Linked DNA regions of Mus musculus: all the other regions are linked to region 5. A link is a contact called in public HiChIP or PLAC-seq and promoter capture Hi-C data. All regions are on one chromosome and are shown on one strand. Each heading gives the region's core, a stretch centred on a gene start, on an enhancer-like site or on the middle of the called end of the contact. The rest is flanking DNA. Distances are from core to core; before and after follow the strand shown.

Region 1 (3,622 bases), core at 921-3,420, 790 kb before region 5:
ACATAGCTGTTACAGGCTTTGATGGAGGCGTGGTTTACATCATTGATAGGTAGAATCGGGGACCTGTAGGCATTGAGGAATGTTGCAGAGAGACAGGGGAGCCAGAGATCCTGCACAGTGACCTTGGGCAGGACCAAGGGAGAGATTGGTCTGTAGTTGGGGTTGTGATAATCTCAGGGGCTGGGGTATGGGGCTTCCGAGGTTGGCTGTGTGTTTTCCAGTGCAAGCCAGTACAAAAGTGCATTTGTTGAGGTGTGAGTTATTAGTTTTTGTTCACTTATTACTTGTGTAAATATGTGTGCACATTTCACAGTGTATACCTGGAGGTCGGAGGACAACTCGTCGAGGTCAGTTCTCCCCCTCAACTATGTGTCCTGGGGGTTGAACTTAGGCCGTCAGGCATCAAGGCCAGTGGCTTCACCCGCTGAGCCATTTTGCCGGCCCAAATCCATTTGTTTTTAAACCCCCTGCTCCGTGCAGCTGCTTCTTCGATCTCTGCTTGTGTGGGCTTTGGAGAACCTGCCCCTTGCTAATGTGAGGGAACTGCTGTAGAAGATCCCCTGGAGGTTGCTAAGAACATCTCACAGGCATTGCTGGCGGTGTGCGGGTGTGGGCAGTGAAGACACAAGCCAGACAGCTCTTAGTCACAAGCCCATCCTTGCTGCTTGTCACCCACCCCAGTCACCAGGACGTGATGGGAGAGGCACCGTGTAGGTCTTCCCTCTTCTGAGACATAGCCCAGGCTTGCCTCAAACTCACACTCTCAAGGCTGGGGCTGAGCTGACCAGGGATGGATGCTCTCCCTTCTTTAGAAGCCACACCAGCATGTTCTTTCACCCTCCCCCTGTCCCCATGAATATGTACTCCAGACAGCCAGGCTTGTGTCATTTTGACTGCCAGGGTGGCTTGGAGAGATCAAGGCTATTGAGGAGCCTGGAGCCGTGCAGTGTCAAGAAAGAACAGCCCGAGCACAGTGATGCACAACCCAGGGACTGAGGTTCCCCCACACCTTCCTCTAGGCCAGCTGTTCTCAACCTGTGGGTTGAGAGCCCTTCGGGGGACCAAGTGACCTTTTTCCACAGGGGTCACATATCAGATATCCTGCCTCTCAGATATTTACGTTACGATTCATAACAGTAGCAAACTCACAGTTATGAAGTAGCAAGGGAAATAATTTTATGGCTGGGGGTGACCCCAACACGAGGAACCGTGTTAAAAGGTCACAACATTGCTTTAGGCACTGTCCCCTGCCTGCCCTGGTCCTGCTAGGTAGCCTCCCACCTTGTTAGGCTTCCCCGTGCATTCTCTTGGTTTTTATTATCATTTAACAGGGTCGGGTTAGAAATCTATGTGACCAGGCTTGCCTGGCTGCATTTGAAGACAAGCAAGTACCCACAGTTTTTAATCGGGGAGGGGGTCCTGGCAGAAATCACATTAAATATATCATCATCTCTATCTCCAAATAAAGGTGGCCTCAACTGACCTGAGCACCCCCCAGCATGGGGCAGCTCATGTTCAACCTCAGAGTAGCCACCACCCCTGCCCGGTAATTGGCCCAAAGCATGCCAGCCCCAGCTGATCCTGGGGATGCCTGAGCCCAGATCTGTCTTGGGTTTGCTTGGGTGGAGCTCTCCAGGAGGAAAGCTAGAGCTGGTCTGTCTTCATTCTGTGTGCCTCTTCCCTTCTCCAGAAGGTCCTGTCTCCTTTGTGATGCTTTCTCTTCACTTTCAAATGGACCGCTAGCACCCCTGGGGTGGAGCTGAGGGGTAGGGGTGGGGGTAAGCCTTGGCTGCTCTGGGTGTGCTGGAAGAGAGCTCAGCCCTGCCCCTGCCAGGGACTCTGGGATGCGGGATCCCCTCCCACCCTCCTTATCCTTGGACACTGAGCCAAACCTGAATTGTGGAAATGGCGGTTTGCCTTAGTGGAAGGTTTTCCCTTCCTGCAGGCACTGATGGTGGCCACCACTCAGACATGATTTTGTAGCACAGGCTAGGCCTCATTCACTGTTTCAAACTGGCAGGCTGGCCAGGCTCAGGTGACGGAGGTCAGTCCTCTCTGCAGGCTATCCCAGTAGGGAAACTGAGGTCTGGCAGGCAGTACTGGGCTCAGCCTCCCAGCATCAGATAGGTAGGTTGGGTGGAGTTGGGTGCGGCTTCCCCAGGTCTCAGTCCTCAAATCTCTCTGCACGCTCTGCCCACACACCATGCCCGCAAACAAGCCCACCCAGCAGGCCCCTCCCCACAGCAACACCCCGCTCATAGCCACGCCCACACACTAATACCTCACATGCCTCGCCTCCCCCCCCACGCCCTGCCACTCACACCACCAAATTCCATAAGAGGGACCTAGCTATTCTGTAGTCACCTAGTGGGGCTGTGAGCACACAGTGGGGGGCTGCAGGCATATAGTTACTATCAGTGTCCTCATAACCGAGACCCATTTTACAGACAAACAGACTGACCTAGGCTAGCCTAGGGTAACACAAAGCTCTGGCCTGCAGAGGTCACCAAATCAGAGGTGGGTGGGGTTTCCGGATGGAGAGCTGCCAGGGCGACTGGTCTGTCTGTAATTATGGGTGCGTGCTGTCTCCAGACCTCAGTTTCCCCATCTGAGCACTGGGAAGATGGTAGTGTCAGGTCTTAGGGGAAGAAGGACCTGGTAGGGTTATCCATCCTGGGCTACGGGTAGTTGCTACCGTACACGCTTAGCCTCAGTTTCCCCATTCATTCAAGGCCTGCACTGAGGCATAGGAAGAGCCAGAATGGTGTCTGGGAGCCTGGGTTCGAATCCTATGGAGCCCCATGTAAACCACTTTTTCCCCACTGAGCTGGGTAAAGCATGGCATGAACAAGGCTAGCCTGAGCTCTTCCAGGACACAATCCATAGCCCAGTGCAGCCTGGGAAGATTTGCATTGGCAGAATCAGACCCCAGCCTCCCACCCCCAATGTGGTTTCCGGTCCCTCCCACGTGGTTTCTGGTCCTCCACCCACTGCTGGACATGGTTTCCTGTCCCTTCTCCCTCCCTCTTCAGTTGCTCAGCGATTCCCTGGGATGAGTGTCCCTGGCCTCGGGAAGCAGCCCTGGGACCAAGGTTTCCAAGGGTTCCCTTTTCCTTCTGCTTCTCTATGGAGCTCTGGCAGGGCCGGAAGGGGTCTGCAGCTTGGGCAGGGCAGCCTGTTTGGGGTCTCGTTTGTTTGGGCTCCACCGTTGTGTGAGGCCTCTTGGGGCAGGCTGGGAAAGCCAGACCTTCCTCGGTCTCATGATTTCTAGTCCGGCCCTGAACTGGGCCCAGAGTAGTTGGGAAGCCCTAGCCTACGAGCTACAGGCCTGGTGACAATGATGATGATAGTGATGATGGTGATGAGGGTGAGAGCTAGCGAGATATCTGCTATTATTATTTCTGACATCACCATAAACATTACTATCATCATCATCACAGTCACCGTCATCATCATCGCCACCGTCTCCACCGCCATCACCACCCTTCAGCCCCTGCATCTCCAAGATTCCACTGAGTGATTTTACCACCCAGGGCTTTCACTGGGGAGGGGGCTGTGAGGTTCATTGTTTTCAGAGGGATAACCTGGACTGACTTTAGGCCAATATGTAGCCCAGGCTGGT
Region 2 (3,493 bases), core at 133-2,632, 830 kb before region 5:
AAGACTTGATGAGAAATTAGATCAAAGAGAGTCTACACATGGGAATTAGACTTAAAAGGAGCTAGTAAGAACCAAGTGTATTGGCGCACACCTTTAATCCCTGAACCCAGGGTAGAAGCAGGCAGATCTCCGAGGCCGGCTTTAGTTATGTAGTGAGTTCCAGGCCAGCCAGATCAACATAGGGAGGCCCTTTCTCAAATAACCAAAAGAAGTGGAGTGTGTGTGTGTGTGTGTGTGTTTAAAAAAAAAAAAAAAAAAAAAAAAAAAACAAGACCCTGAAAGTTTCCAGATGGAACACAGTGCAATAAGGCAGGCAGATCTCAGAGGCTCCTCAGCAACTGAGGCTGTGGGCAAGAAAGCAAGAGGCCGGCCCCCCCACCCATCACACTCAAAGCCGCATGCCATCTCCAGTGGCTCGGGGCTGCCTGTACGGTGCAGATGGAAAGACTTTTAAGTGGGCCCCTGAAATGCATTGTTGGCAAGAGAACGGCAGCCAATCAGGAGCTGCCAAAAGGAGCCTAGGGTCCATCCAGCAGGACCAAAGCCTCTGGCTGGAGCCCATTGGCTTCAGTGGCAGGCAGCGCGTGTTTGTTCAGGTGGGCTAACTAAAGCCCCAGGCGCAGGCTGCGGTAGAGGGAGGTAAGGGTGCAGCCAAGTTGGACGCTGGCTCCATCCAGCTCCCTGGCTGGGGCAGTCACACCTTTTGCACCGGTGTTGGATGCTGTGGTCTCCACCCTCAGAAAACTCTGAGGACCTGCCCTTTCTCACTGCCTGACTAGGGCTCCTCCCTCCCCCTCAGAGGAGCTTCCTGATTCTAAAGTAGACAGGTCACATGCCTGTGCTCAATGCTGTCCCACAAAACAGGGCCATGCGCAGATTCCTTGGTCCCTCTGCTCATAATGTCTTGTTCTATTCCAGCTACACTGCCTCCTCCTGGCTAGTTTGTGACCTGCCATTCAGGTCCCTTCTGCAGTGGCTGATCCTGTCCCCTAGAATAATCACCACACTCCAAGGCTCCTCCACTGACTTACTAGGTCCAACGGGCCCTCTTCGTGTCTCCTGAACCACCTTTTGGGCCCTCTTGCAACTTGTCATAGTTTTTTCTCAGCACTTACTACAGGGTGGGTAGACAGAGCAGAAGAGGGAGTCGTTTCCCACCAGACCTGAAGTCCCAGGAGATCCCTGGCCTCTGTGGTTAAGTGTGGGTTGAATAGGCACTGTCTTCTGTCTTAGGATGGGCTGGTATCTCTCAAGAAGACGCACAGTAGTGCAGAGATTGCATACAACCAAACAGGGCTGTCCAAATGTAATAATGGCCATCCGTGTTGGTCTGCCCAGAGCAGCCATTCTGGATCATTCTGTGTAATTGGAGCACAATTAAGCATCTGGCAGTGTTTCCCTGGGCTGAGATCTGATTCTGAGCTTACTCAACACGGGCTCTGGTTTCTCTTTTGCTAGAACAACAAATCTGGATTCCCCCGAAGACAGACCCTGTGGTCTGGACTGCAGGGTAGTACTGGAGAGTGAGGCTCTCACACTGAAGAAATTCAATCTCCAGACAGTGGGCTGCATATTCAGGGACAAGTTCTTGGACTCTGCATAACATAAACGATGATTTCCACTCTGAGATGAGGAAGAGCACACACCGCGCTGAGCTGGAGCAGGAGGCTGTCCAGCCTGGGCTGCTGGAGGGACCAAGTCAGCGCAACGCCAGATGGAACCATCCGAGGTGTGCTTCACCACCATCTCCTCCCAGCCAGCACCCACTGGCCTCATGTGTCCTTCCAGAAGCGCCAGCCTCTGCGTAGAGCTTCCCCCCATGGCTGTGATCGCTGCCATCTTAAGAGCAAGTGAGCAGTCAGCTGCCTGCAAGAGTGAAGCTCAGAAATGAGAAGGTGGTGGTGGTGGTGAGCTGCAGGAGGCAACGCCATTCATGTTCTTGAGAGCCATATACCAAGGGAGTGGTGCCTGTCACCAGGGACTATGAGTGTGCAGAGAGGATGGCTTGGAAGGGTGAGACCGACCATGGGGGTGTGGCAGGGGAGAGAATAAGCTAGGGTAGAGAGCCGGCAAGTGAGGAGGACTCTGACCCACCCATAGACATATGTCCAAGAGGAAATAAGGTCAGGTATGGTCCCTGGTGATAAAAACAGTGAAGGTCCTGTGAGCCTTAGCCTGCCTTCCAATGGACCCTAAAAACTATACAGCAGAGGGTAACCAGATGGCTCCAGAGGACCCAAGTTCCAAAGGACCTGTGTTCAGTTCTCACACCAGGCAGCTCATATCTGCCTGAAACTCCAGATGGCTTCCAAGAGCACCCACATATAGTTACACAGACAGATGTATAAATTGAAAAAAAAAAATATATATATAGTCAGATCCTCAGGACTTCTGCACTTGTCAAAACATATCGGCATAGACAGTGTCCTGAACTGGGAGTACCTGGGACCAGAAGTGCTTCTGGTTTGAGATCTTTCCGTGACGGTGTGTTTACTCAGCCAACATCTTCAGTTTGGACATCTCGAGTCCAAAATGCTAGGAACCCAGAGCTCTTTTTACCCAGAGCAATGTTGTTTGTGTCTCCTAGATACCTAAGTATTTGCAGAGTTTGGATCAACGTGTTCAGAAAGCGGGTTTCAAATTAAAGGTCCTTGGCCAAGAGAAGAGGAAAACTCCATTCTAGCGTATTCTCCCCTCCCCTGAGATCCTAGAGCATCCTCTAGTTTGTGTGGAGCTCCGTGTACTGGGTTTTTTCTGTTCTCATTCTGGCATCCCTTCCTGAGGCCCTTTCCATCCACGGGCAGCCCCTCTGCGTCTTTCCTGATCCCTCTGCCAGCGCTGCACGAGAGGGAGATGTTGAGTAAGGTAGTTCTCTAAGAGGCTTAAGAATCATTGCTGTCTCTACCAAAGCAGGTCGTCCGGGCAGGAAGAAGGGACAGTGTAGGCGCCCAGGGGGCCCCAAAGAAGTGCTTTGCAGCAGGGACTCCACAAACAGCTTGAAACCCACAGGTTTGTATGCAGAGGGAGGTTTGAAAGAGCCTAGAAAAGCCTGGAGGGCAGCATTCCATAGCAGAGGGGATGCCCGCCTGTCTGTAGCCCTGTAGGATCCAGTCAAGAAGACCAGGGGAGGAAGGCTCCAGCTGGGAGTCCACAGGCTGAGACAATTAGGGGATAATTGGGGCTGAATCATTTTGGTGGAGGCCCAGGAGGGTGCTGGGTGGGCGTGGGCCCTGTAGTGATTGCTCCAGACCAACACTGGCTGAGTTCTTTCTGCAGCTTGCTCTTCTTTATCCTGGCACTTATGGCACAAGCGCCTAGCCTTGACACCGGAGTGACCTGCTAAAGATAACATAGGCCTCAGGAATGTCCTGGTTTAGGACCGGGGCTCTGTGGTAAGCACTGGCCTGGCACATGTCAGTCACCGGTCCATTCCCCAGCGCTGTGGATATAGGAAAAATAGTGTCTTGACTTGGGACGGTAATACAGCCTATCT
Region 3 (3,733 bases), core at 469-2,968, 650 kb before region 5:
TCTCCCCCTCCTCTCGTTCCTACCCTAATTCTTCCCCCTTCTCTTCCCCCGCTTCCCCCTCCTCTCCCTCCTCCCCCTTCTCTTCCCCCTCTTCCTCCTCCTCCCCCTTCTCTTCCCCCTCTTTCCCCTCTTCTCCCTCCTATCCCAATTCTTCCCCTCCTCTTCCCCCTCCTCCCCCTCTTCCCCTCCTCCCTCCTCTTCTCCCTCCTCCCCTTCCTCCTCCCTCTCCTCTTTCCTCTCTGATTCCTCCCTTCTTCTCCTTGTTGCATCCATTCCTCTCTTGCCACTCTCCTCTAGGCCTCCCTCCTGAAGACCCCCTGCCTCACCTGTGTGTCCCGTGAGTCTGCTTTCAGACAGTGTTCTCTGTCTCCCGCAGTGTCCTTGAGCTGCAATAACCCATCTAGGCAGAGTACCCTCAACCCTAAAGGAAGAGCACCGCCCACGCAAAGTGCAGGGCAGCGCAGGGGTGTGGGCACCACGCTGCTGAGGCTTACACTGTACTTTGGTTTAGTTCTAACAGAGACTTTTCCCTGTGCACCATCCTTCCTGCTGTTACATACATGCACACACTTTAAACATTTGCGTACATGTATGTATGTATGTATGTATGTATGTATGTATATGAGTGTGATGTGTGTGTTCACGTGTGTAAGTGTGCTGTGGCATAGGTGTGGAGATCAGTGGACAACCTCAGGTCTCAATCCTCACCCTCAACCTTATTTTAACAGGTCCTCTTATGTGCTGTGTGTACTCTAGCTAGCTGGCCATAGAACTTCCAGGGACCCTCCTGTCTCTGCCTCCCATCACTGGGCAAGATCCCTGGGCTGGCAAATCCTTGTTCTTGCGTTGGGTCCTGCCTGGGTTCTGGGCATCCATTCTGCCTTCTCATGCTTGCAAGAAAAAAAAAAATCTATGTGACCACTGAGCTCTCCAGCCCCATTCCACTGACAAACGGCAGCTGTAACTTGTCAGATGTCAATCATAGGGAGGCTCTGGGCGATGGAACCCAGGGTTTTATGAGTGTCACATGGTGCTCTGCCACCAGGCTAGCCCAGCCCAGTGTGTTTTCACACACAGGTGGTCCTCCATAGTCCTGTCAGTCTGAGAGGAGCATCTTTTCAGCCTCTAACCACTTCCCTGCTGCCGAGAGGTCCCGGCCCAACAGTGGTCTGGACCACACATAGCTGTGGCCTAAGAACTGAACCAGGAGGAGCTCATTTTGCGACCTGTGCCTCAGTTTCCTGATCTGACAGTGAAGCTCCCGTGTCTCCCTTAGGCAGCAGCTGCAGAGTAACCCCGCATGTGGGTTGCAGCGGCTGCTTAGCCAAGAAGGTGCCGCCAGCATCAGGCTGCAAAGTTCCCGTGAACCCAGGGCTGTGGTGCAACTGTCAGCTAGGCCCAAGCCCCCAGCCCCGGAGACCCCGGAGCCAGGCTGCATCTCGGGGAAATGAGGCCCGGTGGCCCCTGACCCCAGCCTGCAAGAGGCTAACCCCCTCCCTGGCCCCTCGGCTGTGAGGCTGCCCGCCCGGACCATTCATGGGTTTGTATTATAAGATGACTGCCGTCGCCATGGCAACATGAAAGGAGCCGATCTCATTACTGAGGCCCGGACACATTATTTTCTCCAAGGAATTTCTTCTTTTCATTATTTCCCTCCAAAGGTCAGCTGTCCTCTCAGGCGGGGCGGGGGCTGCGGGGGTGTCCACGAAAGGTGAGCCGATTCGGGGCCCAATTCCCCGGGTGGAATTTACAAGCGTTTTGCCTTCTCCTCCTGATCTAACACCAGCTTAGAGAATTTCTTCAAACCAGCCTTTCTCTTTAACCCCTGCGGCTCCGGCAGACAGCAGCCCAGCCATCCTTGCTAAGTTCCTGAGATTCCCTCCAGGGTCTGGGCTTTTCTCCAGCACGTGGCTCCCTGCTACCATCCGAGAAGTCCCTGATGCTGAGGTCTCTGCTGACTTGCCCCGAAGGATTGCCGACACACGGACATTTATGTCTTCCCCACAGGGAAAAACACCCCATTAGAAGGTAACACTAATGCGGGGGCGGGGGTGGTGGTGGCGGGGAGTCCATATCCTCGCTTGGAATGCAGAGTGTGCTGCAATTCAGAGACTGATAGACCTGCTAACATCCCTATCAGGCTGTGTGCCCTTGGGCAAGTAGCTCCCTGTTTCTGGGCACACTTTGCTCATCTGTGAAGCAACTCTATGTTGGTGTGTACCCAGGGAATGAGCAGAAATCATGAGCAGAGTCTGGCTGGCACCCAGGAACAGTAAATACCAAGGATTGATGATCGTATTTTGGTGTGTTTCTATCCATTTCTCTCTGTGTGTCAGCTGTCTGTAACTGTGAAACAAACAGCCCCGAGACTTGAGACTCGTTACCGGGAAGCAGCGATAACTCGGTATTAGCTCGTGCAGTTTCTGTGGGTGGAGGCCTCTGCATCCGTCTCTGGTGGGTCCTGAAGTGGCTGCAGCTACCCAGAAGAGGGAGGCAGAGGCTGGGATGGTTCTTCTGATATCTGGCCTCACAAGTCAACCGTATCTTGTGTCTATCTGCCTTACTCTGTGTCCAATAGGCAGAAATTTGGTTCCCCCATAGGATCTTCAGGGAGCTGCAGTGACACCAGAGGAGGGCTACTGGAAATGGCACCAGGACATCATATTCGGTAAGACAGGATCAGGGTGGACACCCATTCTACAGAGGGAAAACTGAGGCTCTGGACAAAAAACAGTGGCTTGCCCCACTGGCTTCCCACAGGCTCTAGATTCTTCCTTCTGTCTCAGTTTCTCATGGGGCCAGTCATTCAGCTCACCAGATTCTCTATCTGGGACACTGGAGGATTGTCTGCCCCTGTGTGGTGGGTACTCAGAGCTGGGGGAGCTCCCAGCCTCTCCATGGGAATTCTGGCACGTGCAGCGAAGATGATGATGTGTAGCTGTGATGTTGATGATGTGTGTTTGTTGACAGTTGGACGATTGTCTACCTCACAAGACAATAAATGGCTGCCAGAGGCAGAAACGTCAAAGTCAGTCATACAGATCTCTCTCTCTCTCTCAAAAAACAAAACAAAACAAAAACCAAAAAACTAACTCATGCTCTTGCATCTCCTACCTCCTGTGAATGATGCTTGGACTGAGTTTACAGGTTTCTGGCGGTGACTCAGCAGCCCATGAGGAACAGGGTCACCATGACTTAGCAGGGCTTAAAGGATGGGGTCAGCTCAGATTCTTTGGAACTGCCAAGGAAGGTGGTGGAGGAGAGAGATTGATTGATTGATTTTGAGTCTTGGAGGAAAGGCTGAGCTTATCCCCACCTCAAGGACCAAGAGCAAGCTTGGTCTGTGGGCATACATATGGACGGCTTGTTGGCAGCTTGCTCCTTGGCTCAGTTGGACTGCTGGTTCCTGACTAACAAAAAGAGACTGGGTTTTGGGCTCAGAGACTGCTGGGATAGCACATGAGAATGCAGATGTTCTGGAGGGCCTTAAAGGTTCCAGCTCATTAGGTTGGTGCCTAAGGATCAGCATTGTTTTAAAGATTTATTTATTTTTGTTTTATGTGTATGGGCATTTTGCCTGTGTTTGTCTATGCACTGCATGCATGCTTGGTGCTCCCCAAAGCCAATAGGGGACATCAGAGCCTCTGGGACTGGGGTTAGACGGTGGTAAGCTGCTATATAGGTACTGGAAATTAAGCCCTGGCCCTTTGGAAGAGCAGCCAATGCTTTTAGC
Region 4 (3,656 bases), core at 317-2,816, 860 kb before region 5:
GTATTAATGGTACTCTGTGGGAACCTGCAAGGGTGAGGAGTCACTGGGGATATGTAATTAAAAACAGAAAAGAAAGCTGCTGATTGGAAAATAACTGTTGAAATCAGTTTCTTAAACAAGTTAGTAAATGTTACTTTTCTGCTATTATACCATATAGCAGAGCTACTTCCCTGCTACAGTAACATTCAATGCAGACACTTTTCAGCCAGCTGGCCTGCTTTGTCAGCTCCAGGCAGGCAGTTAGCACTGGGGTCAGAGACTTTTCATTTTCTGTTTTCTAAGGACTGGAGTATTTAAAGGGGTCAAGGAGTGCTGAGAGGTTGGGTGCTCGATTTGCCTTCAGTTTTTATTTAGCCTTTCCCCAAGCTTTGCTAAGCTGAACAGTAGTGCCCATGCATTTCAAACTTTGTGATTATCTCTGAGCTCTTTGAATAGACACCTAATTAATCGTTATATGCTAAAGTAGAACATTTGTAGCAGGCTGCAGGACCCTAGCATTCACTTTGTAAAATTCCCCTGGGCATCCTGTTACACTGGCTGGGCCCTGGTCTGCCTGAGCAGGTGTCCTAAGAGTTGCTAAGGCTGGTGTTTGCGTCGCTGTTCCTTGCTGCTTACCCTCACCTGTGCTAGCTGACCCAGGCTCACTCTGAGCCGTCTCTGGTGTCTGAGGCTCACCTTGACTTTTCACCAGCTGTCAAGCTCACCACCCACTCCCTTCCCCATTCAGAATCAGGAGTTCAGTCTGCGCTCAAGAACATATTTAGGTTGGCTCAGCACAGGTTTTATGCTTGCATTTTGGGGAACAGCCACTATGCTAAAAGATTCATAAAAATAATATTCTTTGTCTTCAAAATTAATCTGGTTTCTGTTGAGGGTCTCTGTTGAGGGTGGCAGTAAGTAACAGATGTGTACCCATGAGGTAGCGCAGCTTTCCTGAACCAGGGCTGAACAGTTCCTTATATGGATTTAATGACTGCATTCTGGGACTCCGGAGGCATGGAGGCACTAATCCACTGATTTACCGTATCATACTTTAGTTTGTTCTCTGAGGGGTCTTGGCTTCCATTCGCCTTCGTTTTTACTTAAATGAGAGTGTCAGTGACACAGCGTTGGTTAGCACTAATCCAGACGAGTCTTATGCTGATTCTGCTGTGCTTTTGTGTCGTTGGGACTATTGTTGGAGGAACAAGTAGTGTCTCGGAAGGTGCGCCTAGCTAGATAATGATGCTTTTTACCGGGCCCTTATCCTGACCAGGCTCTGGGCATTGTATAGGTAATGAAAATTAGATCACAAAAATATGTTAAGCACAATGCACCTCAGTAATAAGATTTTTCTCCATTTAAACATGATTTTAAACCCCCCCCCTTTTTTTTATTAAAGTGCGTTTCCTTGGCCTAGTGAATTTGCTTTCTTTCTTCCCAAGGATTATACAGAAAGTGCATAGCAGATTCAGCCTTCAGAATACCCAGGAGCTGGAGACTGAAGTAGACTGCAGCTGTCTTCACCCACAGTATTCTAAAAGAACTAATGAGATGAGAAGTCTGCAGCTGGTGGCAAGCACAATAAACCATGAGCCAGGGGCTTCTCTCCGTCAGAGCCTCCCTTCCCCCTGGGATCCCACAGGAGACAGAGTACTAACAAAGCCAGCAGGCTGTCTCATTCCACACTATTGCTCATTTGCAGCTGTAATTGGTAGCTGAGGTCGCATTCTGTATGCTGAAACTGTCATACATGAAGGAATAGATTTGTCCGTTGTGATACGGATATAAATCGACCAGTTTTCAAATCCAGAGACCAAATCAGGCACCCAACAATAAAACTGCAGCAAGAAGATACTGTTTAAAAAATTAATCATAGAAATACAAAACTTGAGGATGTGAAAACTACATCCACTTCCTACCTTTTCATATTATGCTACTTAATTCAACTGATTAAACATTTACAGATTCAAACTAGCAAACGCAAAGTGTCTTGGTTTTGACAAGGTGCATTATTCTCACCTGTCAGGCTACAGTGCTGTTGTCAATAATTGGGTCATGTTACACTCTCAGTATAATGCCTTTAATGTTGGCTGCAAAGAGGGGAAGGTTTCATTCTACGTATCTGTCTCAGAAAGACCCACTTGGACACCCCTGGTGCTGAGACTGACATCTTGGTTTTTCAAATGTTCACCCCCCAGATTGCGGACACCTTTGGTTGCCCTGTATGGTATAGCCATGTGAGCCAAGGCAAAGATCAAAGAGTTCATTAAGAGCTCTTCCAGAGGACCGGGGTTCAATTCCCATCCACCATGCAGTGACTTGCAACCTTCTGTAACTCCAGTTTCGGGGACCTAAAGCCTCCAAGGGCATTGCACATACGTGGAGTGCACAGATACACATACAGGCAAAACACCCACACACATAAAATGAACAAGTATTTTTAGAGTCTGGTTGAAGTCCAGGTGTAGGAAGCCATGTCTGTTCCTCACGGGGTGGTACTCTTCATGGTATGTTTTAGAAAAGCAGCCTGTGGCTGGAATTGATGGCAAAGGTTCACAGGTGTGCTTTATGGAATAGTGTGTCGGATCTATAGTGATATTTTCACAAGGTTTTCAGTTCCTTTGGTTTCTGAATCTACTGCAGATGGGTTCTGTAGGTGTGTGGTGTGGCGGCCTGGCCCTTCTGACCTCCTTTAGCTTCACCTTCACTGGTCTCCTGGGGCCAACCTGACCAGAATTTAAGCTGAGTCCTCCCTTCTTACAAGTTGACTTGTCCTAGTGTCTGAACTGTCTTTATTTAGTGCCATTGGTTTTATTTATTCAACGCTAGAGGTAATCATGTACACTTTATTGTGGATTCACATAGAGTTTTTCTATGGAGGTGAGTAGGTTTGCACAGTCCCTACCCTCACCCCCCAGTTTTTCATCCTCAGTTCTAAAGTCCGGTTTCCCTCTTTCCTTTCACATTTTAATGCGTCCAAAATCAAGGTTTGTCTCCCAGATGTGACATGCATTAGCCTTCTGTGTCTTCTTAGTGACACATAGAATAGTAGTCTAGCCTTTACTTGTCGGCTGCTCATGGTCAGAATGTGTGGTATTTACTATGCAGTCCCTACAGCTGAGGAAAAACATGGCTGCTATGACCACAGCCACGTTGTACCCAGTCCATAAGAGAAAAGGGGTGTGGCTTCTCACTCAGAGAATAAGAGGGCAGATCATGGCCAGCCTTCTAGGTAGTAGATGGATGATTAGAAGTTAACTGTTAAAATATCCTAAACATGGTATGCCTTTCTCTCTACTTTTAAATATGAAGACTGATGCACTTGTCTCTTGTAAGGGATCAGTTCTGGGCTGACACTGCTTGGTTTTGATTCTGACTGAACTTTCTTTCTTCTCTTTTGGTAGTTGATACATTCTTGGGGATTTTGTTTTGTTTTGTCTTGTCTTGTCTGCCTCTTTCAGCTTGACTGACCTTAGGGACCAGCCCTGTGCTCTAGCCCTCATCATCGTGTGGTAGCTGTTCCACGGGAACTCTGATGGAGTGAGATGGTACTGGAAGAGATGATTGTTTAATATAACGACACTTTTTCAATGTGGGGGAACATAGACCCTTCTCTGGCTTTAATGTTGAACCTCTGCCTGGAAGAGAATGGTTCAGAGGCTTATAGGCTTGTT
Region 5 (3,427 bases), core at 564-3,063:
TAAAAAGACAGATTTAGGGTGTGCAGAAGTTAAAGTTGTTAACCCAGAATTCTTTCAATAGGGTAGGGTGAGTTCAGTGTTTTCTCACAGCATGGAGCAGATGGGGTAGCGCCAGGAACCCATTTGCCCCGCTTCTGAAGCTGGGGTTGGGGGCAGTTCTCTGGCCCAGGGGACACCCTCCCCCCAACCCCCATTCCACCCCCAATCCCCGCTCCAGGATCAGGAGCGATTCTGAGCACCTCCAGATGTGCAGCCCCGCCCTAGATGTGCTGACGCAGCGCGGGGCCACGTGGCGGGACATTGGCTCACTTGAGGGGAGCCCCGGGAGTGTGGGGTTACTCATCCTTGCCCGTCGCACTCCACACCCGGAGACGCCTCCTGGAAAGAGCGCTCTGGGGAGGCAGCAAGGCTGCGCCCAGCTCAGCGCAACGCTGGCGCCGAGAAAAACAAACCGGCTTCCAGCTTCCAGCAAGTTCTCTCTCTGCCCTCGATCCCTTAGCCCCTCCCTGCAGCAGGTGGGGGCGTTTTCCTGGCGCGACTCCTCTCCGCAGTGGGGTGTGAGCGCCAGCGATCCCCGACGCCTGGAGGCCTGTGCTCGGGAGACTGGGACGAGAGTGGGGAGGCAGGGGTCCCCGGAATCCCTCTGTCCAAGAAATAATCTCGTTCGCGTCCTAGATGAAAGAGGTCTAGACCTTTCCCTCTCAAACCCCCAGCTTCTGCAGAGAGTAGTGTCTCAGAGCCCAGGAGGGTTGAGAAACCGAGCTAGTGAGTTCTAGGGTCACCCCCACACCGTTTTAGAGATGCCATGTGGGCTTCAGAGTCCGTCGTGTCAAACTCAAAAATCTTTGGCTGAGTGACCTTGGACAGGCCGCTAAACCTCTCTGGACCTCCTTTTTCTCGTCTTTAAAATGGGTTCTTACCACCTCGCAGGACTGTTGTGCCAAAGCAGTGACTCCCCAAGGATATGCAAACAGCATCCAGAGCGACGTCGCGATGAGAGTGCAGAGATGCCCTGGGTTTGAGGCTGCGCTGGACGCCCCAGGTCTGGGATAAGGCCCATAAGTGGAGGAATGGTAAGGGCTGGGCGTGTGGAGGAAGGGAGTCAGAGAAACCACCCGCTACCCCACCCTCCATGCCTGGGCGCAGTCCCTATCCCAGAGAGTTACCTGCTAACCTTGTGGGTTGGTGTTGTACCGGAGTCCCCACGCCCATGTGCATCTAGCTGTGGGGGAAGGGAAGGGTCTTTGTTCCCCCTCAGACCGTGACTACCAGACCCTGAGCATCCTCTGTGTTTCCATCCCCATGGTCCATCCACTGGACCCTCACATCTGGTCATTGCGGGTTTGGAGCCCCGTCACCCACTCAGCGCGGGCCACCATTGCCCTGGGACTGTGGGACACCCCACCCCCACCCCGTTGCCCTCCCGAGGATCAGGTGCGCACGGCGGGGAGTGAGAATGGCGACCCCGGCTTACCTCGGCTCCTCCTCGCTCCTGCGGCTGGAGTGCAAAGGGCTCTTTGTGCCCAGCTCTTAACAGAACTGGGGGAGTCCTCCCAAGCGCCTCCCCTCGCAAACTCCTCCCCGCTCTGGTCCGCAGCCTCCCTCCCTACGGCCCCCCAGCGCAACCGGCGTCGTCTTCGCGTTTACTGCAGCGCCCATGAAATTTTAATGCAGGAGCGGCTGGCGGGCGGAGTTGCCGCACCCGGCCTCGGGCGTGGGGGTGGGGTGGGGCACACGAACAAGCACCCATCTTGCGGACCAGGACTCAAGCAAAGAGATGTGGGGTGCACATCTCTCCCGCGCCTCACAAAGGGGCTACTGCGAGCCTCAGCCTCAGCATCCCCCCCCTGCGGCGCTGCCATAGCAACGCTGGCCAGTGGAGAGGCGCGCGACGGTCGGAGGCGCGATCGCGGACCTGGCGCCTAAGCGAGAAGCACTGCCTAGAATCCCAGAAGAGGACCCGGTATCCGTGCTTGGCTCTCAGGGCCGGGGCGTGGTTGCCGAGGAACTCTGTTAGGAAGAGTCCTGGTCAGGGCGGCGGCAAGATTCGAACCCAAGTCTGTGGCAGAGGTCTCTAATTTTGGCATCTGCTCTGCCTGCACTCCTTGGCACCATCACGAGCTTTACAGGGATGCTAAAGAGTCGCTAAAAACCTTGGTTCTGTGATGCTCCAGACCAGCGCCATCCACACCTTTGAGACCATGATGTAATTGTCATCTTCTAAGCCCCAATATAGTGCCGCTGGATCAAAACTTGTGAAATGGGACCACCAGTGCCTCTTCCAGTTGAGGAACCCCTGTGCTAGAACATTCCACCTACTAGTCCTCAGCTTAAATTTCAGCTCGGATCACGCCCTTGACCAGATGTGGCCGTATGGGCATGGGTGTTTCCCCAAACTGGTTCTCTATTCTCTTCCAGTCAGCGGGTTAAGTAGGGGAGAGGCACCCAGCATAAGATGGCCCTTGGGCCCCAAGCTGTTCTCTTCAATAAGCTAGCTCACCTTTTGGGATTTTGTTTGTTTTGTTTTGTTTGTTTGTTAAACTTTTTTTTTTCTTTTTTCCCCCTTCCCTTTCTCCCTCTTGCTCTGGCTCGGCTCCTTCCGGCCCCTGCTCTTTCCAGCCCATAGGTTTTTTTTTTTTTTTATTTGTTTCTCATTACAGATGGTTGTGAGCCACCATGTGGTCGCTGGGATTTGAACTCAGGACCTCTGGAAGACCAGTCAGTGCTCTTAACCACTGAGCCATCTCACAAACCCACCTTTCATTTCTTTTTTTTTTTAAATAAATTAAAACACTTATTTAGTATGATTGGGTGGGCACGCCGTCCACAGTGGGCCTCAGAGGACAACAGAATGGGCTCTCTCACCTCCCACCATGTAAATCCAGGGGGTGGAACTCAGTTGAGGTCAAGCTTGCCAGCATGAGATCTCCCTGGCATGCCCTCACTGCTCACATACAGAGGTGGGGAGGAGGAGGAGGGGGGAGAGGAGGGGACGGGGAGGGCTGCACACAGCCTCCGTGAGGGACCCATGTGAGATTTGAACTCATGCTTCCAGGTTCTGTCATCTTCACATCCTTCTCTCGATGATTCACATGTCCAATGTGCCAGCTGGAGGCCAACAACACAGGATAACTGGGAGCACCAACACTGCCTCGGATACTTCCCTGTCAGGGATGCTCCTCTCACACAGGCTGGTTAGAAAGCCAAGTGCTTGGTCCCGATTCCTAGAACAGAGCAGCTGACCTTGGCTTCCCCTCCTGACCTGCCCAAGATACAAGCCAAAAGGTCACAGAGCTCGGCAGTGAACTGGGACGGAGCACATTGGTGGCCTCGTTCTTCTCTGAGAATTCCAAACCATTCATATCAGCTACTCATCTCCTTGCTATAATGGAAGACCGGACAAGACCAACTTAAGAAAGGAAGGGTT
Region 6 (3,723 bases), core at 654-3,153, 820 kb after region 5:
CTCAGTGTTGGTTCTCCAGTCATGGCTCGGTGACTTTAGAAAATGACTAGACATCTCTGTGCACTTTTTCCTTAGTTGTAAGTGGGGATCCAAAAGGCTCAGCGCATCAAATGATCCTATTAACATGCCACCACCGCCACCACCACCGCCACCACCACTACCCAACAGTGCCAGGTAAAGGTGTAAAAACACTGCCTTCAGCAGATGTCATGCCACTGCCAGGTTTGTCCCTTCATGTCATGTCTCAGGCTGGTTCTAGGATGCTGGAAGATATAAGGAGGCTGCCAGGCTCTTTGGACACAATATTGCTGGCCAGGCTCATGGACAGATACAGTGTTTCCATAGAAGTTCACTACACACACACACACTCTGCACAGTCATCTCAGAGGACTTATAGTGCAACCCTAGCTGGATGCTGTGGTCCTTCTTATCTACCTGATCCAGTGAACAACTTCAGGGTAAACCTGTCCAAAATGTTTGTATTCACTATCTTTCTGTTGCTGTGGTAAGATACCATGACCATGGCACTTAGAGACAAAAAGTTTCTCTGGACTTATGATTGCAGAGGGATGAGACCATCTTAGCAGGGAAACATGGCAGCAAACAGCAGAGCAGGCAGCCAAGAACTCACATGCTTAACTCCAACCAGAAAACAAGGAGAGGCAACGAGAAGTAGAGCAAGGTCTTTTAAACTCTTAAAGCCAATCCACAGTGACATACTTCCCCCCAAAGCCCACCCCCTCCCAATGACGTACCCCCCCCACCAAAGCCCACCTCCCAATGAAGCTCTTCTTCCAAAGCCCAGGCCCCAGTGATTTACCTCCTCCAACGCCTAAGTCCCCTTACCCAGTGATGTACTTCACTATCAAGGCCAGGCCACCCAAAGCTCGAGGAACAGTGCTAACTGGGAACCAGCTCTTCAAATGGCCAGGATTGGGGGCGGAGTGGGGGTGCATTTCATTCAAGCCACCTCAATGTTCAGTATGGATGTGACACTTTCCAGGTGGTTTTGACCCAACTGTAGCTGATTAAGAGGGTATGGGGTCTTAGATACAGGACGCCCCATGGGCTCTGATGATATCTGTGCTCCACTGGAGCTGAGAAACTGGGCTTCTCCCTCAGGAGAGGTGTCCTGGCTCCAAATGTCATCATATGTGCTTGACTCTTTTACAACAACACATTTCTTAAATAAAGACTCGAGATCATAGGGATGATCTTCCATAGCTTAGCCATCTATGGTTCCATCAATAGGGGCCACAGAGCCACCAGGCTGAGGCTCAGAGGCTCCTGGGCTGAAGTGAATATAGTTCAAAGACTATGCAGACCCTACCCAGATGCTCTTCTCCCCAGGTGGTCCCCATTCCAGGTGGTTCCCCACCCCAGGTACTCCCTATTCCCAGATGCTCCCACCATAGGTACTTCCTTCCACCCAAAAGTGCTCCCCATTTTAAAGTTCCTACTTGGAGTGCTCCCCACTGTAAAGTTCCCTACCTGGAGTGCTCCCCGATGAGATGGCCTCACCTCAAGTACTCCCTACCTTAGGTGCTCCCCAACCCTATGTGATCCCTGGACCCTGGGATATTGAGGTACCCGCTTGCTTTGTCATCCCCAGAACCCGTACCCCCAAGGACACTGTCCCCTTTTGTGTATTTTGAAATGTGCTTCTCTACTCCCAGCACAGTCTGTAGCAGTAAACAGCATTGGGGTGGGAATTCCTCAAAAGAATTGCAAACCACAGACTCAGTCAGGTGCTCCAACTCCCTCAGTGGGTCAGGTGATGGGGTCCAGGGGGTTGTTTCCTCTCCCTCCTTCCCCATCTTTTATTCCAAGCTTGTTTTGATCCTGTGGTTGCTAAGATACCAGCACTTGGTGGCAGTTTCTGAGAGGCCATGTGGTCCAGTTTGTATGTGCTCCACTCCCTGCAAAAACACAGTAGGGGGCCAAGCTTGGGGTTCAGGCCAGGGCACAGTGGGGACTATGGAATGAGACTGGCAGGTCCCTGAGTGCTGTGATGCTGAGCCCACCAGCAGAGTCTACCCAGTCAGAGTCTACAAGTCTCCCAGCCCTTCTGAGCCTGTCTCCTTCCTCCAAGACACCCACAACACATGCCCAAGGAGTGCAATCTCAAAGAAAGCTGTGTGGATTGGAACATCATATAGTTTCCCATACATCACATCTGAGCCTGGTTTTGTGTGACAGTTACACACACACACACACACACACACACACACATTTCTCTGAACCAGCAAAACTGGTTACAACAGAACACAGTATCTGTGGGAACTCTGTAAACAAAATATCTCAAGCAGAAAGCAGAATAATACACTCTGACTCATCAGCGCATGTAAAAGAGAGGACCACAGAGCATCCTCACATAGGAAGCTCTCTCACCTCCCACACAAGCCCTCAGAGGTCTCACCCTGCACCCTAGTGTCCCAGACACAGGGTGAAGTCTGTTCACATTTCTCACACAGTGGAGGCCAGCCTCGACATCCCATAGCATCCACATGCACTGTCCTCAAGGCCGTGGCACCAGGGGACACCTCACTCTGAATTTGTCCAGAGCTCACCAGTGCATTCCCTGGAAAAGGTGGACGTCTCCGTCCCCCTGGCACCTTCCCAGAGCTGTGTGTGTGTGTGTGTGTGTGTGTGTGTGTGTGTGTGTGTGTGTGTTGCTTTTCTTCTCTGTTGTTTTCTAACAACTTCCTGTATAAATCAAGGCTGAACTCCAGTTCTTTTCATTAAAAACAACCGATGCTGTGGAAACAGTTGAGAGGCCAAATGGGCTGTCCGTGCTACTTCACAGATGCTCCCTGGCTGACAAAGATGCCTGCTCTTCCTCCACAGCCCAGTTCCCACAGTACCCGGTCCATGGCCAAAAGTCTGTGGAGAGAGTCCAAATGAGTAGATGAAAACACAGAAGTAAGTTAGGGGTTAGATGCAGGTGTGGAAGCACATGTGTGTGTGAACAGCCACTTGAGGATGGTGTGTGTGTGTGTGTGTGTGTGTGTGTGTGTGTATACAGCCACATATGAATGGTGTGTGCACATGAATAGCCATATGTAAATGGATGTACATGTGAGCAGCTACATGTGGATGGTGTGTGTGTGTGTTTGTGAGTGTGTATATGTGTGTGAGGAGCCACATGTACATGGTGTGTGCATGTGAGCAGCCATATGTGGATGGTGTGTGTGTGTGTGTGTGTGTGCATGTGTGTGTGCAGCCACATGTGGATGGTGTGTGTGTGTGTGTGTGTATGTGTGTGTGCATGTGTGTGTGCAGCCACATGTGGATGGTGTGTGTGTGTGTGTGTGTGTGTGTGTGCATGTGTGTGTGCAGCCACGTGTGGATGGGTGTGTGCATGTGAACAACCATATGTGGATGTGTGTGTGTGTGTGTGTGTGTGTGTGTGTATGTGTGTGTGTGTGTGTGTATGAGCACCCATGTACCCATGTGTGGACGGGTATGTGTGTGAACAGCCATGTGTGAATGGTGTGTGAAAGAGCTCTACAGAGTTCCTTCTCTTTTTCTCTTTTTACTCTCTCCTTTTGTTTACTCTTTGGGGACTAAACAAACTGGGAACTGGGTCTGGCATCTGCCTTCACTGAGACTTCACTTCAGTAAGGAGAAGGACACGGTCCAAGGAATTAGCCAAAAAGCTACAAAACCACCTGTGTAGGTTTAGAAAGATGGCCCAATGGTTAAGGGCACCAGCTGCTCCTG

Evidence for each region. Promoter capture Hi-C pulls out the DNA fragments that hold promoters and counts their contacts. HiChIP or PLAC-seq counts read pairs in DNA pulled down with a chosen protein or histone mark.
Region 1: a contact with region 5 is called in an H3K27ac HiChIP or PLAC-seq map of embryonic stem cells, with 4 times the contacts expected there. The contact joins the enhancer-like site here to the promoter of Miat in region 5. A contact is called at or near these places in 9 of 115 datasets of contacts at active chromatin or transcription factors (craniofacial prominence, embryonic basal ganglia, embryonic forebrain and 4 more).
Region 2: an H3K27ac HiChIP or PLAC-seq map of VIP interneurons shows a contact between it and region 5, with 6 times the contacts expected there. The contact joins the enhancer-like site here to the promoter of Miat in region 5. A contact is called at or near these places in 4 of 15 datasets of contacts at CTCF or cohesin (the NIH/3T3 cell line, embryonic stem cells and large pre-B cells), 4 of 484 Hi-C or Micro-C datasets (the AML12 cell line, the G1E-ER4 cell line and cerebral cortex), 16 of 115 datasets of contacts at active chromatin or transcription factors (T-cell acute lymphoblastic leukemia, VIP interneurons, bone marrow-derived macrophages and 12 more) and 2 of 9 other capture datasets (embryonic tail and embryonic trunk).
Region 3: a contact with region 5 is called in a promoter capture Hi-C map of hippocampal neurons, with 2.5 times the contacts expected there. The contact joins the promoter of C130026L21Rik here to the promoter of Miat in region 5. A contact is called at or near these places in 6 of 39 promoter capture datasets (the 3T3-L1 cell line, the C10 cell line, frontonasal cranial neural crest and 3 more) and 4 of 115 datasets of contacts at active chromatin or transcription factors (differentiating embryonic stem cells, embryonic forebrain, embryonic hindbrain and 1 more).
Region 4: an H3K4me3 HiChIP or PLAC-seq map of embryonic forebrain shows a contact between it and region 5, with 4 times the contacts expected there. The contact joins the enhancer-like site here to the promoter of Miat in region 5. A contact is called at or near these places in 1 of 39 promoter capture datasets (the 3T3-L1 cell line), 1 of 15 datasets of contacts at CTCF or cohesin (large pre-B cells), 1 of 484 Hi-C or Micro-C datasets (forebrain) and 10 of 115 datasets of contacts at active chromatin or transcription factors (SST interneurons, astrocytes, craniofacial prominence and 7 more).
Region 6: a contact with region 5 is called in an H3K4me3 HiChIP or PLAC-seq map of forebrain, with 5 times the contacts expected there. The contact joins the enhancer-like site here to the promoter of Miat in region 5. A contact is called at or near these places in 1 of 39 promoter capture datasets (liver), 1 of 15 datasets of contacts at CTCF or cohesin (large pre-B cells), 2 of 484 Hi-C or Micro-C datasets (the CH12 cell line and cerebellum), 6 of 115 datasets of contacts at active chromatin or transcription factors (differentiating embryonic stem cells, embryonic forebrain, embryonic hindbrain and 3 more) and 2 of 9 other capture datasets (embryonic stem cells and pancreatic islet).

Annotation. Positions count from the first base shown.
Region 1 is chr5:111,436,776-111,440,397 of GRCm38.p6, forward strand. All of the region lies in intron 2 of Mn1 (meningioma 1), which reads left to right. Among named protein-coding and RNA genes, the nearest start is that of Mn1, 21 kb to the left of the region's middle. Within about 2 kb of position 2,171, at least 12 of the 459 cell types and tissues checked have an H3K27ac peak or open chromatin away from gene starts, as enhancers often do. A contact at or near this core is called in embryonic stem cells, where this site is marked.
Region 2 is chr5:111,395,494-111,398,986 of GRCm38.p6, forward strand. No RefSeq gene overlaps it. Among named protein-coding and RNA genes, the nearest start is that of Mn1, 20 kb to the right of the region's middle. Within about 2 kb of position 1,383, at least 19 of the 459 cell types and tissues checked have an H3K27ac peak or open chromatin away from gene starts, as enhancers often do. A contact at or near this core is called in VIP interneurons, where this site is marked.
Region 3 is chr5:111,579,843-111,583,575 of GRCm38.p6, forward strand. It overlaps C130026L21Rik (RIKEN cDNA C130026L21 gene), which reads left to right and starts at 1,719. Exons shown (of 4, transcript NR_015546.2): 1 at 1,719-2,028; 2 at 2,337-2,454; 3 at 2,579-2,668.
Region 4 is chr5:111,367,190-111,370,845 of GRCm38.p6, forward strand. The region is part of intron 7 of Pitpnb (phosphatidylinositol transfer protein, beta); the gene reads left to right. Among named protein-coding and RNA genes, the nearest start is that of Gm36027, 13 kb to the left of the region's middle. Within about 2 kb of position 1,567, at least 33 of the 459 cell types and tissues checked have an H3K27ac peak or open chromatin away from gene starts, as enhancers often do. A contact at or near this core is called in SST interneurons, embryonic basal ganglia, embryonic forebrain and 1 more, where this site is marked.
Region 5 is chr5:112,227,135-112,230,561 of GRCm38.p6, forward strand. Miat (myocardial infarction associated transcript (non-protein coding)) reads right to left here and starts at 1,814. Exons shown (of 7, transcript NR_033657.1): 1 at 1,475-1,814; 2 at 1,167-1,222; 3 at 921-1,080.
Region 6 is chr5:113,048,163-113,051,885 of GRCm38.p6, forward strand. No RefSeq gene overlaps it. Among named protein-coding and RNA genes, the nearest start is that of Gm22740, 5.9 kb to the left of the region's middle. Within about 2 kb of position 1,904, at least 20 of the 459 cell types and tissues checked have an H3K27ac peak or open chromatin away from gene starts, as enhancers often do. A contact at or near this core is called in forebrain and pancreatic islet, where this site is marked.